2 separate regions of the Gasterosteus aculeatus genome follow, and region 2 is linked to region 1. Evidence: chromatin contacts called from public Hi-C data. All regions are on one chromosome and are shown on one strand. Each heading gives the region's core, a stretch centred on a gene start, on an enhancer-like site or on the middle of the called end of the contact. The rest is flanking DNA. Distances are from core to core; before and after follow the strand shown. Region 1 overlaps scn8aa (sodium channel, voltage gated, type VIII, alpha subunit a). Region 2 holds the start of scn8aa (sodium channel, voltage gated, type VIII, alpha subunit a).

Evidence for each region. A called contact is a pair of places that touch in the nucleus more often than the background predicts.
Region 2: a Hi-C map of skeletal muscle shows a contact between it and region 1, with 2.1 times the contacts expected there. The contact joins the promoter of scn8aa here to the enhancer-like site in region 1. A contact is called at or near these places in 3 of 6 Hi-C or Micro-C datasets (skeletal muscle and whole body).

Annotation. Positions count from the first base shown.
Region 1 is chr2:11,364,163-11,371,607 of fGasAcu3.hap1.1, forward strand. scn8aa (sodium channel, voltage gated, type VIII, alpha subunit a) reads right to left here. Exons shown (of 27, transcript XM_078092451.1): 22 at 3,629-3,913; 23 at 3,253-3,306; 24 at 2,738-2,875; 25 at 2,555-2,659; 26 at 2,174-2,444; 27 at 1-2,058. The coding sequence ends at 899. Among protein-coding and RNA genes, the nearest start is that of scn8aa, 33 kb to the right of the region's middle. Within about 2 kb of position 1,284, at least 1 of the 9 cell types and tissues checked has open chromatin away from gene starts, as enhancers often do.
Region 2 is chr2:11,397,106-11,403,795 of fGasAcu3.hap1.1, forward strand. It overlaps scn8aa (sodium channel, voltage gated, type VIII, alpha subunit a), which reads right to left and starts at 3,631. Exons shown (of 27, transcript XM_078092451.1): 1 at 3,238-3,631; 2 at 1-164. The coding sequence starts at 109. It overlaps LOC120829120 (transmembrane protease serine 11D), which reads left to right and starts at 3,904. Exons shown (of 5, transcript XM_040192961.2): 1 at 3,904-4,141; 2 at 4,826-5,009; 3 at 5,406-5,683; 4 at 5,896-6,038; 5 at 6,124-6,690. The coding sequence starts at 4,072. The coding sequence ends at 6,387.

The DNA of each region.
Region 1 (7,445 bases), core at 34-2,533:
CTTAATTCAACCCACTACAGAGGTCTGATAATTTGTGTCTTGTGGGACTCATGCATGATTTCTGATCAAAACATGCATTAATCCAAGTAATTTCTATGCATCGAACACGAATACAATAAATTATTATTTCTCTGGAACTCGACCTGAGTCTCCCTCCGCCCAGTCAAAACAATGACTAATTGCCACTACCCAGTTAGTGTGAAAGCCCCTGCAAGAATGTGTATCTTACAATGTCAGTACAGTATAACAAAGAGGATATGAAAAGACTAGTGACATGGGCTAAATGTTATCTTTTTTTGCAGCACAAATAATATAAAGATGCAAGTATACTCGGCACAAACAAACAAAACAAAAATAATAATTCTTCAACATTTCTGGGTTTCCCCTTCATTCCTATGGTGTTCTTAGCGAACACTTGCTTGGATAATTATTGTTTTCTCAATCAAAACGGAAATCTGTGCTGCAGACCCTCCTTTAGACTGCTGATACAGTTCTAGTGGCATCTGTATGATCCGGTCCCGTTGCATTGGAGCTGTGCTGCGGGGGTCCACACTCGGTGGTGGCAGGGATTTTGCAATTCTTCGATGATCTAGCAGAGATTGGCAGTTGGTCCCGGTGTTGTGTGTCATTGGCCAGCACACTGTGAGTCATTTTGTGAGTCATCTGCTCTTCATTCAGAGCAAAGTTCTGCGGTAAACTGATTGGGTTTGGGTCAAACTGTCTTTTACGACATTAGGAACCACATTGCCTCCGAAGTATTGAGTCTGTAAACATTAATTTTTTTGTATGTTTTTTCTTTTTTTTCTTACTTGAAGATGATCACTTTTTCTACATTTGTCGGGTTTGGGCCAGAGTCTCTTCTTCCTCTGTCTTATTGGATTTTGAGAGTCACTGAACCCTAACACTTGGATTCCCACTCATCTTTTTGGTTTTTGTCCTTCTCTTTCCTGGCCCAGTCGTCCTTTTTTTCGTCCTGCTTTTCCTTGTCAGGTTTGGTCACGCTGTCGTAGGAGGGGAGAGAGGCTGTAGATGGTGTGCTCTCCTTCTTCTCTTGGTTGGTGCCGCCATTCTCAAACCTGTTGGTACTAAAAATGTGCCGCTTAAAGATAATGCCGCGCCGGATGAGGTGGATGCGGAAGGCATTCTGAATAGTTCTGGCGGAGACATCCTCCTGTTTGCGGCGAAGCGTGGTAGTGATGGGTTCGTACGACACCTTGGAGGGGTTGGCTGCCACAAAACGCTCCTCCATCTGTTGTCTCAGCATGTCCAACTCACCGCTGTCACCCAGCACTCGCTTTGTGAAGGCAAACAGGATGTCCAGGCAGTGAATACGATCGCCGCTCACCATGGGAAGGTCCATGGCAATTAGCTCTATAGTGTTGGGTTTTGGCACACGAAGTGGGTGCTCCAGTGTGTCTGCAAAGTCAGACAGCTTAGCAAAAGTGATGAACTGAGAGGCAGTGGGGTCAAACTTTTCCCAGATCTCGTAGAAGGTCTCAAAGTCGTCCTCACTGAGTGGATCAGCACTTTCCTCTGTGGCAACGCTGAAGTTCTCCAGGATGATGGCAATGTACATGTTGACCACAATCAGGAAAGAAATGATGATGTACATGACAAAAAAGAAGATCCCCACCGAGGGGTTACCACAGTCTCCCTTCACGTTTGTACCAGGGTTCTCCAAAGTGGGATCGCAGTCTGGTGGGTAGTTGAGGATCGGCAGCAGCAAGCCGTCCCAACCAGCTGACGTGGTGATCATAAACAGGATGATCATGCTGTTGCCAAAGGTCTCAAAGTTGTACAAGTCGTCAATTCCCGCTCCGTGTTTTACGTAGCCAAAGTTAGACATGCCAAAGATGGAGAAGATGAACATGACCAGGAAGAGCAAAAGGCCAATGTTAAACAGGGCTGGCAGTGACATCATCAGAGCAAAAAGTAAAGTTCGGATGCCCTTAGCTCCTTTGATTAGACGGAGAATACGGCCTATACGAGCCAACCGGATCACCCTGAAGAGGGTTGGTGAGACAAAGTACTTCTCAATTATATCAGCCAGGAACATACCTGAGAGAAAAGAAAATTAATGCAAGAGAGGAGGACAATATCATCAGAAAACAACAGGCGCATTATTTGTTAGTTCCTTTCTTATTGCTTCTCATCATCCACCTCCCTCACTTACCGACAATAGACAGAATGACCACCACCACGTCAAAGATATTCCAGCCATTGGTGAAGTAGTAGTGGCGAAGGGCAAAAAGTTTTAGCAAGAACTCTGTGGTGAATACTACAATAAAGATGAAATTGACCCAGTAGAGGACGTTCTCCGTTTCCTCTGACTGATCGTCAGTTTCAACCATCATGGTAACCATGTTGAGGCAAATAAGAATCATGATGGAGATGTCAAAGACCTGCTGTGTAACAAAGTCAAACACCATGCCCTGGACCGGGTTCTAAGAAGAAAGAGGACACAACGAGGGATACAGTTGAGTTTTTGAGACATTTCAACAAAAAGCATCATATTTTGAACAATCTGAACACAAATAATCCAAAGAAAAGAAACCTGTGGTCGGGGAATAGGTTTTTGTGGCTTTTTGGAACCCAGTTTTTTCATGGCATTGTAGTACTTTTTCTGTTCCTCTGTCATGAATATATCCTGACCTCCAAAGTAAAGGGATAGGCAAGATATGGTTATAATCACAGCAAGCAATGCAGAAAAATGTTAAGGAGACAGAACGCGTCTTATCTTTTTCTTCTGCTGGTTGAAGTTGTCAATGATCACACCAATGAAGAGGTTGAGGGTGAAGAAGGACCCAAAGATGATAAAAACCACAAAGTAGATGTACATGTAGATGTTGACCTCATAGTCAGGCTGGTCTTCCACCTAAGAAGAAGGTACAAGTTGATGGGATTTATTCAACCCAATTAAAAAAAACAATTAGGGAAACATAGGGAAATAAGCTTATTTACTTTCTTTAACGAAAAGATCACTATGATTCTCATCTCCATCTGAAGCTTTCAAACAGCAGCTCCTCCTAAGTTCATGTATTAACATCTATTTACTTATTCTGTAAAAAAAGTCAAAGGTCCTGGTAGTAGTCTCTTTAGCCTCTATGCTAACTTAGGTTAATATATATTTCAGCAAGAGAGTAAATAAATGTATTTCCCAGAATGTCCCAAATTCCATTGAGACTTGTTTGTTAAAAGTCTGAGGTACAGTAAGAGAAATGAGGACTACAATATATTTTTTAATGAATATACCTCTCTGGAATCCACAGCCGCGTACATAATGTCCATCCAACCTTTGAATGTAGCCTTTCAAGAGAGAGACATTACTAAATAAAATTGTAAAAACACATAATTGTACATTTTGAATCAAAGAAACTCAAACCGAAACTGATGCATACAGCTTGTGCATGACAAACACGTATATGAAAAGGCGTGGAGAAACACCGATCAACAGCCTGAGAGTGCTTTGAAAGCAAATGGAGTTTGAAGCAATAACAGATCTCCGGGTGAAGCACAAAAAGAAACGAAAAAAACTGAAAGGTCCATTGCAAAATAAGAAAAGAAACCATGTTAGCATGAAAAAAGAATTGGAGTAAGAAAGATAGAAGAGGAGGAGTGACACTCTCACCACTTGAAGCAGCGCCAGGTAGCCGGCTCCCACATTGTCAAAGTTGATCTTGACGTTCTTCCACCTGACCTCAGTATAGTTTTGAAGCATGAGGGCCTCACACTGGGTCTTGTTGTTGACCACGTCGACAGGAAAGTATTCCTCTGACGTCTGATTGAAACAGTAGTAGTACTTGCCCGCAAACAAGTTGACCCCCATGATACTGAAAATCAGCCAAAAGATGAGGCAAACCAGCAACACATTCATAATGGAAGGGATGGCACCCACCAAGGCGTTGACTACCACCTAGACCAGACCAGGGAAGACAGGATATGACATGAAAACCAGGAAACAAACACAGCTCTTTCAACCCCGCCGCTAAGACACTACATACTGTTATGGCGTCACACTGAGTACTTTAAATAATTGTTTAAACTTTTGTTGCAGCAGCAGTTGAATCCTATTGTGGTTTAATGTAGTCAAAAATAAGCAGTGCACACTAGTGTGGGAAATCAAAGGGCAGAAGATCTGCATCAATCTATTTTTCAGAGGAGAGCAGCAGTGATGTGACTCTGAGCTGTAAAAGCATTTAGATATAAGTGCTAAAGGGATTCTGAAACACACACGGACACACATGCGCACAACACCTGCAACAGAATGAATCAGATCTGTAATGTAAAAATGTATTATAATTTGGGTATTACTACAGCCATAAGACAGACTACTACTTGCGTTTTTATACACAGTAGATGATAAGATAATGTACATGAAAGTCATTGAAATGTAATGTGTGGTACAAACTAAGGGTTTTGGAAAATGTGCATGTCAGTTACTATGAGTCATATAATACAGAATACAGATTACAGATCATGTACTGTAAATTAATTGGAGATATTGAACTTCATTCCATGTATTTAAAGAAGTGACACACACACATACATACATTAAACACACACTCAGGTGTATGTACACACTGCGGCCCAGTGGTTATTCAACACTTTATCTCACCTAAGAATCACAAAACTGTTAAATGCTCCTATTATTTGACCTATATTTCTGAAATTAATGCATATACCCAAATAACATGAAACAATAGTGGTCATATCTGACAATGTTGTGAGGAACACAGTTTATTAGGATTTCATATGTGGAGAAAATACATGGGTATTTTTCTCCGTATTTAGTCAGTAACAAAATCATTTTTAAAAGTGTTTGCCATACCACTATGAAGTGTCCACTCTTACCACCCCAACATTTTACATCTTACATCTTACTATTTCACTTTCAAAACCAAGTTACACAAAATAACACAATATCAGTAAAATGTAAATAATTATATTTGTATATAATAAATAAGCACCACCTTACTTTTACTTTCTAGCAATTCATTTTGGCTTCCCGAAGATTTAATATAGCCAGTAATCAGCTCAGCAAATAGTCAACCGCTCACTACCAGTGTCAGGCAGGCCGGCCAGCAGCTCGTAGGCAGACAGCTGAGCATGCATGTCTTTGGTAGACTTGTTTTATGGAGCCATATTCCCTCCTCATTACATACAGACAAGGAGGAGCTCTAGAGCGGGATTTTCTCAGCATGTACACCGCCTCTACAGAGAGAATCTTAAATTTCTGCACACTGGTAAAATGCTAAATGAATGCTAAAAATGCTAAAAGAAAATAGCTTTTGGATGATGTTTTTTAGATATCTTTCTATTGTTCCTTCTGTGAGGCCATTGCACGTGATGAGAAAATGACTCTTCACTCAATCTGAGATACGATTGAAGCAATTTCCCAAAAACTGGAATGTGTTTAAGAACATAATTAGGCCATGCTGTGTGGAAAGCATTCTCAGAAAATAGGGAAAATGGCTTTCAAAAATGCATAATGTGCTTGGGCAGTTAAAGTACATGCGTGTTACATGGCATTGTGCAATCTCAAGAACCGCTCAACTCAATATATAGATAAATAGAGAAATGTGTGGATAGAGAGACTGCGGCTACCGAGATAACGGCCAAAGATTAAGCAGTCTTGTGCGACTGAAGAGCCATTTTGATGTTTACAATGTTTGTATGGGTTCCTGACAAATATCTACCACGGATCTCCTGTTCACTGTGAGGAGGGTCCATTTAGGGGATTGAGTTTCAGAGGTTTCATCCGAAAGGCCCCACGATGACTAACAACTTTAAAAGCTGGTAAAAATGAAAATCACTTTGGTGAAATTTAAATGTCAGCAGGATTTCAGCAGAGACAATATTTGCTGAAAGTGGCGTAAAGATGGCTGGAGATGTTGTCATTCCTGTACAATGCATTGCTCAAAAAAGTAAGACCGGGATTGCAAAGCAGCATCATGAGAAAGAGAGCAAAGTTCGTAGTGAGAGCAGCCAATTAATATTACATGATAAGCAGCATTATTGCGATGCGCTGTAATACTCAACCAGCAGGGATGTAAAAGTTTCATTCTAACCCTCCAGAATCTCTTTCATCCAAAGTCATCTCTCCATTCATGTACTTCCCTATTCATTTATTTATTGCGTTGAACTAACATTTTCCATTTTCAGTTAAAACTAAATAATAACTCAATTGATGAACACAGAAATGATATTAGAGAATTGATACAGCACGATCAAATTCTTCTATTTGTTTCCCTTTGCGTGACTGGGCCACCCTCACCTCTTACTACTAACAACCAGTGAATGGGTCTATTTCTATTTACATCCCAGATTTAAACATTACACCTACAAAATGTCAGCGAGTCATTGACAACAGCATCCATAAAGCCTATCGGGGGCCTGAATAAATTGCTGTCTGCTCATGCGCAACATCATCACAATTTAGTCGCTGTAAATCTAGTATGTAATCTACAATTAGTCCACCCACAAGCTCATGCTTTGTCATTCGGGACGTGGGTGGCAACAACTGTCCGGTTGAAAGTTTTGTCCGAGCCCTGTAGTCCAAGTCCACCTACCTACTTCCTGTGGGAGGGCAAGGCAGCAGGAAGCCAGGGTCCGTTCTATGCACTACAGTGCGTGGTGCCATGACATGACAGCATTAATGCCTATAATATTTGCTAAGCTTCTGCCAGCATTACCAAAAGGCCCATTTAATGTGGACGAATGGTTTTCAAAAGTAGAGCAATAACCTGCCACCAAAATGGACAGTTAGCAGATCCATCAGTCACATGGTACGACCCAAAGTGCTGCAGCTGGCGAAAGCTCAACGAATCATTTTCTCCCAAAGCCACGACACTGTGAGTGTGTGTTTCTGTCTCAGTCCCTGATGTAGATAGATCCTGGACAAGCAGGAGAGTGTGGTGACCCTCCAGCCAAACCGTATCGAGATGGAGCGAGTAGTGGTGGGATAACAGGGTGTGGAAGACGGGGGGGGCTGAGGGGGAGGTGAGGAGGGGCTGAGGTGAAGAGAAAGAAGCTCAAACCCGAAGACTATGGAACCAGTCCAAGAGTAGTGAGTATTAAATGGGAACAAGGGGAGGGGGCTTAATTAAATGCAGTGATTGAGAATCAGGCCAAATGAAGATGATTTGAATGCTCTTGTTGGCTTATAAGTTGTTTTGTTTTTTTAGCTTTGACCAATTTAGCACTCACTTTGGCCAATCAAGGAGAAACAAAGCAAGATGAAGTAACCATCATTTTTAGTTTGTGACTTATGTGATGAGGCAGCTTTGTGAAAAACATATTTCTATTGCACTTTGCGTAGTTGTTATAATCAATTGCTGTATATCATTTTTTGTTTAAGAAATTCAATTGAAATGTATGTTGTCTGCTGGCTTTCCAACATTACTGTTACTTTACTCAGTCTCTCAGCTGCATCATGACTTGTTCTA
Region 2 (6,690 bases), core at 2,381-4,880, 35 kb after region 1:
GCTTCTTGTTCTTCTCCTCATTGATGCGCAGCTCAATAGTCACCAACGATTCCAAAGTAAACTTCTTGAAGCTATCAGGTCCTGGCGGTGCGATAAGGGGTGCGGCCATGTTTTCATCCTGCAGCCACCTGGTCTTTAGGTTCGTACCATCCACAGGAGCAGCTCTGCAGGAGGCGCAAACAAGAGGAACGGTTGATCAAAAGTTTGCATTGTAATCTAACGGTAGCTAGAGCCGTATTTCTAGACTTTTTCTTTGAGCACAAGTGAACTAATATATAAGGGAAGGTCACAAACACGTCTACAGCTTTTCAGCAAGTTGTGATGTTCCAAATGCAATATGTTTCACCCCGCTTGTTTGTGAATAAAAAAAAGAATGAGAGCAATAAGCTCAAGCACAACAAAAAGGGGCTTCCTGAATGTTAGTCTTACCAAATAATCCCATTTATTAAATTGCTTGGCTTTCCTTCATCCAAATGAATGTTGATGAGAAAACACAAACGAGAAATAGCAACAAGATGCTACAACTGGGAGACATCCTGATGTGGTAGTTGAGAAGACCAGCACGGTGTTTTTCCACAAGGTTACATTTGTCAATCCACAAGAAGTGCTCAGCAGCCAATGAGTGGAATGTTTACTTCAATCCGTCTCCAGCATCCTCCACATATGGACAAGTATCCATAAAGTCTTGCTCACTCTTTAAAACAGGTACCAAAAGCTAAAAGCTGCGGTAGTTGTAATAAAGCAGAATGATTCTAAGGATATTGCGCTCCCACATCCTACATTCTCTCCCTTTGCATTTACCTCAGTGGGGTGAACATGAACAGAGAAAAACCAGAACGATGCAGCATCTTATACGTGAAATGAAATATCTGACTACTATCTTAAGGTTTCTCAGTGACTTGGACAATTAAATAGATTAATTTGATTTAATATTATTCTGGTGTCCTGGGTTTTAGGGCTTATATAAAATGTATAATATACTGTATATTGTCAAGTTCCTTGTTGGTATATTTTCTTCTTTGTCAGATATTTTTGTTTCAATGTGAATCTTACAGGGACTAAAATGTATTCACTGAGACATTCGCCAGTTATTTCATGTTCCATGTAATGTTGAAACACATTTTTGACCAATTGCAAACAGAGTGCAAACAGAACGTATGTATAACTGAGCGGAGTCTTTATCCAGCACACTTGTGAAAGGGTATGATGGTTACATTTCAAGGTCAATATAATGTGAGTTACGTGCTGGAGGAGAGACGAGGCAGACGAGAGGAGTTCAGTCAGAACCCAGCCACACCTAAACTTAAGTCATTGACTATTTCAAAGATGGCTGCGGTTTAATTGTGGTGTGATATTCCACATTATATCACACCCTGCACCCTTCCCCTCATCATCACACACAAACCTTGGGCTGTTCGGGGATGCAGCCTAAATAAGGAGAACACTACATCCTGTCCCTTTTATACTCCCCTTTTGCATAACTAAACATGCACGACATGTAGAGCAGATATCACACAGCAAAGGGCGAGGAAAAATACACGAAAACACGGAGCCGTGCAGCCAAGACTTCTGTTTTAAAATGGACCCCGGAACCTCGCAGTCTCTGCGCCTTCTGTTGCTCTGCAGGCGCTGTCCACTTCAGCACCGCACGAGCTTGCACACACGCACAGACACACGCAGGGAGACACACACACACACACACACACACACACACACACACACACACACACACACACATATATATATATACATATGCATATGCTCGAATGTACATGCAGGCTGGATAGAAGAAAAAAAGAGAAAAAAATCCGAACCACTCCGACTGGAAAACCCGTTTTGCTGGAATCCTTCTCGCCGAGCTCCCCCTCGACGCCTGCAGGTTCTCCTTCAGCCCCCCCCCCTTCAGTGAGGCATGGAGACAACACTGGTCTTGGTGTGTGTGTGTGTGTGTGTGTGTGTGTGTGTGTGTGTGTGTGTGTGTGTGTGTGTGTGTGTGTGTGTGTGTGTGTGTGTGTGTGTGTGTGTGTGTGTGTCTCAGTCTTCACGGTTGCACATTGCTCACATTCAGGGTTGGACGCTCAATCTTTTGAGCCGACGGGAACATTTTTTAAGCATCTTCTTCTGTTCTCAGACACACAGTGAGAAATACCTGTTTACTGACCTGCTGGTTAGGACGGAGCGCCGTGGACACCATTACGCGCCATTGTGTCCTGATTCATTTAACCGAATAGAAAAGTGCATCTCGGCCACCGAGAGAAGCGGGAGGTTATAATGCGCCAAGAAGTGGCCCGCAACCGCAAAAGTGGGCAAAGCAGTATTGCTGCAGTGGTATGTGGCAATTGTCACGCCGTAATTTACGCAACCGCAGGTTTGTCGAAGTCACACGTTTTATGTGAATTTATCAATAAAAAAACTGTTCAATCGTGTAATTAGGCAGAAAAAAAGAAAAATATTTGTTTTCCTCCAAAGGTATTCGGTGCGTGTTTTTGCGCGTCGAAGGATCTGCACCACACCCGCAAAGCTACGTCGACCGTCCAATGGATACAGGCTCTATATCTGTGCACAAGACTTGCCAGAGCAGGGGACAAAACACCGGCATAGACACACACACACCGTCTTAAAAAAAATAATTAGGACGATTGGAACCAAGTTACGATGCTGCCGCGCCAACGAAAATCACCTGGAGGGACGTGGAGGAGGATCAGACTACTCACATAGCATCCACGCCTTACGCTGTGCCAACACCACCATCCTGTAATCCAGCGGGCACACTATGCGAAACCAAAAAGACATGTGCAGAAGAAGAAAATCTTTAGTTGTATGTGTTTGGGGGTCGGGATGGGGGTCTGGATGGGGGGTGTCAGGCGCCCTACCTGAAGCCTAACGAGGCATCCTCTCTCCCCGATGTCGAAACAATGCCTCTTCGCCAAAAAAAAAAAGAGTTATTCCGGTGAATTCCTCGCGATCGACATCATGCACACATCGTGTTCTGGTCCAGCCGATAGATGCTCAGCAAGTGCAGACACCCTCCCCACCCCCCACCCCCACCACACACACACACACACACACACACACACACACACACACACACACACACACACACACACACACACAAAAGAAGAGGAAGATGCGGGGCAGTGTGCAGCTCTGCGACATTTACGCAAAGACAGCGAAGAATTGTACCGTCGCCTCAAAACAAACGGGCCGTTTTCTCAAACGATGGCGAACGACACTCACCTCGTAGTGTTTACAGCAGATCAGGAAAGACGATGCGGGAGGTGCAGATGTGGAAAAGCTTGCGGGGAAACTGCGGTTGTCGCCATATTGTTGCCGCTATCTCCCCCTCTCAGCAGAACGTTGAGGGAGTGTCGGCAAGCGCGCTTCGCGAAAAACGTGAAAGGTGATTTATGGGCCCGCGGCACGGAGGCGCTCGGTGTGGTTCGCTAAATGCATCTCTGTGGACTCGTGCTGGAAGGGTTCACATCTCTCTCACCTCTCATTCCGATCCGCACTAAAATCATATCACACACTGCACAAGTGTGATGAAACGTCTACTCTGTCTGATGCGTTTGTAACAATGTTAAGTATAAGTGGGTTAGGATCTATTCAATGTGATTCCGACACAAGCATCTCTCTCCCTCTCTCTCTCTCTCTCTCTCTAAGTAATGCCGACTGTTTTCCTGCACATCAGACATGCTGCGCTACCATCACTCACTGCTCTCTTTCACATAACCAATTAAGCTGTCAATCTACCTACCTGCCACCTGTCGTGTGTGTGCGGGTGTGTGAGTGTGTGTGTCTAAATTAACTGAATTAAAATGAACTGAGAAGCATTTGATTAATTCGTACATTATCCTGTTGCGATATAACCTAAGGCACCATAAAATAATTATTTTACTGAATCTAAATTAAGCTCATGAAAAAATACGAAAATTCAAATAGATAGTAATATCATCATTTTGTATAATATATACTTTGTTTTTAACGATTCTTTACAGAGTTCATTTTACAATTGATCCACCTGCCCGTGACGTCATTAGCCAGAATATACAGTAACTTACGTTAAACTAAATGGAGTTTAAGGCGCTTCTGCTGTTTGTGATTACTTTGTGTTTCAATGCACTGACCTCGCCACAGGAAAGTGAGTACAACACCCGGCGTAGGAGGGGAATACACTCTGTGTCTTTTTAAAATAACGTTTTTTACCTTAATTGATATCCGGTACGTGTTACGGAGTAGCCAACGGCTAGCTGGCTAGCGTATTACATAAATAACATGCTGCCATGGTTACTGTCCGGGTGCTCAAGCTAATGCTAACTTAGTTAGCGCCCATCAGAGTTAGCTAGCTAGCTAGCGTGGCTTAATATAATTGTGAATGTGGGGTGATTGGGTCCTTTTACTGACTTCACGACTGTACCTGTGTTCAAGTTACGCTACAAGATAGCATGTAAAACGTTAAAAAGTCGAAGTTAAATAAAAATAAGCTAATGTTACAGCTCCTAGGAGCGTGTACGGGCTTCGATGTTGCCATAGTTGCATCATCAATCTTGGGGTCTCTGGTTTGAGACACCTTTACTAGAAGTTTATCACATCCTCACAAGTTATAAAATAAACTAAATGTTTTTCTTCTTGTTGTGGACTTATTTTGTCTCTATTGACTTATGGGATAATTGTGTCAGAACTTATTTAGAGTCATTTATGTGAGGAGGGTCACACACCTTAACTGCAGCTACAACCACAGCAGTGTACCCAACTGAGTAAACAATGGGATCAAATTTCAAATATTACATGGGCATTTGTTTTTGTTTTTAATTCTATTTGTGAGGCTGTGGGCAGCGACCCCTAGTCGCACCCCCTGGTTTGTCCCGTATAGTGGGGGGCCGGGAGGCTCCCGAGGGGGCTTGGCCTTGGCAGGTCAGCATCCAGATCCAGTCAATGCACCACTGCGGCGGGACGATTGTCAGCAGCCTCAGCGTGCTAACTGCAACACACTGCTTCCACAAATTCCTGTGAGTACACACTACTCCCACCGACCTTGATGTAACCAGGCGTCCATACGAGCAGGCGTCTGCTAGGATTGATGTCCTATGTTGTCCTATGTCCTATGATGTTTGCCATTTTCTCGTTCCCTCAATATTTGTGTCAGAGAAGTATGCTCATCAAGATGTTAAGGATATACTGGTAAATACTAGTGTTTTTTCCTCTCCTTTTCCACCACAAAGGAACAAGGACAGAGGTACAGTACGTACACTTCATATGTACATTAAAAGGATTCCAGTTTACGGTTACTAATGACACCAAGCCTTGTTTGTGATTGAAGATTGAACATGTACAGCAGGTTTAGTTTGTACAGGAGAAGGCAGTCTGAGTCCTAAACATTCAAATGTATTGTGTTTTGTGTCCAGAGGCATCAGCACAAGCCATTTCCGTGTGGTGGCAGGACTCCGTGCGCTATCTGCTCCAGGAGATCAAACCCAGATCCGCTCCATCAGTAAGGTCAAAATGCACAAGGACTACAATGACGTCACGTCCGACAACGATGTGACACTCATCCTCCTCAGCTCTCCCTTTGCCTTCACTGACTACATCCAGCCCGTCTGCACTCCTCATGATGTGACTCATGAGTTCATCCTCAACTTCAGCCAATGTTTCATCACCGGATGGGGGAGCACCTATTACAGAGGTTGGTTAGGTATTGTAATTGATCTGTGGACACACCAGCCTCCATGTGTGGGTGCTGACAAGAGTCATAGTTGTATCTGCTTTATATAATTTAGAAAACATTCAACTGCTTATGAATGGTAAATAGTTATACGTTTGCCTTCCTTTATATGTTGCTCTCATATATAATTGCTCAGCCCTTTATAAGTGAATAACCATCTCGGTAAACTGCAGGGAGGCGGACTAACAGGCTGCAGGAAGCTGAGGTGGAGCTTATCGACAGGAGAACTTGTAACCTGATGACCTGGTACAATGGCCTCATCACTGAAAACATGATCTGTGCCGGCCTGGAGAGCGGGGCATCTGATTCCTGTCAGGTGATGATACTTTACATTATTTTAAACTCCTTTCTAGGTTTCATTTCAACGAGACGTGACTAGTGTGTGTGTGTGTGCGCCCCAGGGTGACAGCGGCGGCCCCCTGCAGTGTTACAGCGAGGACGAAGACAGGTTTTATTTGGTCGGAGTGACGAGCTTTGGGTACATGTGCGGAGTTCCTCGCAAACCAGGGGTGTACGCCAGAACCAGCAGGTATGCAGCTTGGCTGAACACCAGTCAGACAGCATCAGCGCCTGCTGCACACGGACTGAACACGGGACTGATCTTAGCTCTGCTCTGTGTGCCTCCGATGCTGCTGCTGAACATCCACGCAGTCCACCCACATTAATACATTTACATCAAGCTCATTAGGTTTCTCATCTGTTCAAATGGAATTAGTATTTACACGTAGTGAAAATAGTTTTGTGATGTATTTTAGGCATGGACAGGTGATAAATGCTGGTTTTATCTAAACAGCGAATATGGACAACATATTATCAAACAATACAATTAATACATAGGGAGCAAAAATCTAGCTATTAGCTACTCAATCCAACTCCACCTCAGACATCCACCCCCCGACCCACCACCCTCCAGATCTATCAAGAGTGAGGTTGACTGGTAATAGAATCAATAAAACATGCAAAACCAT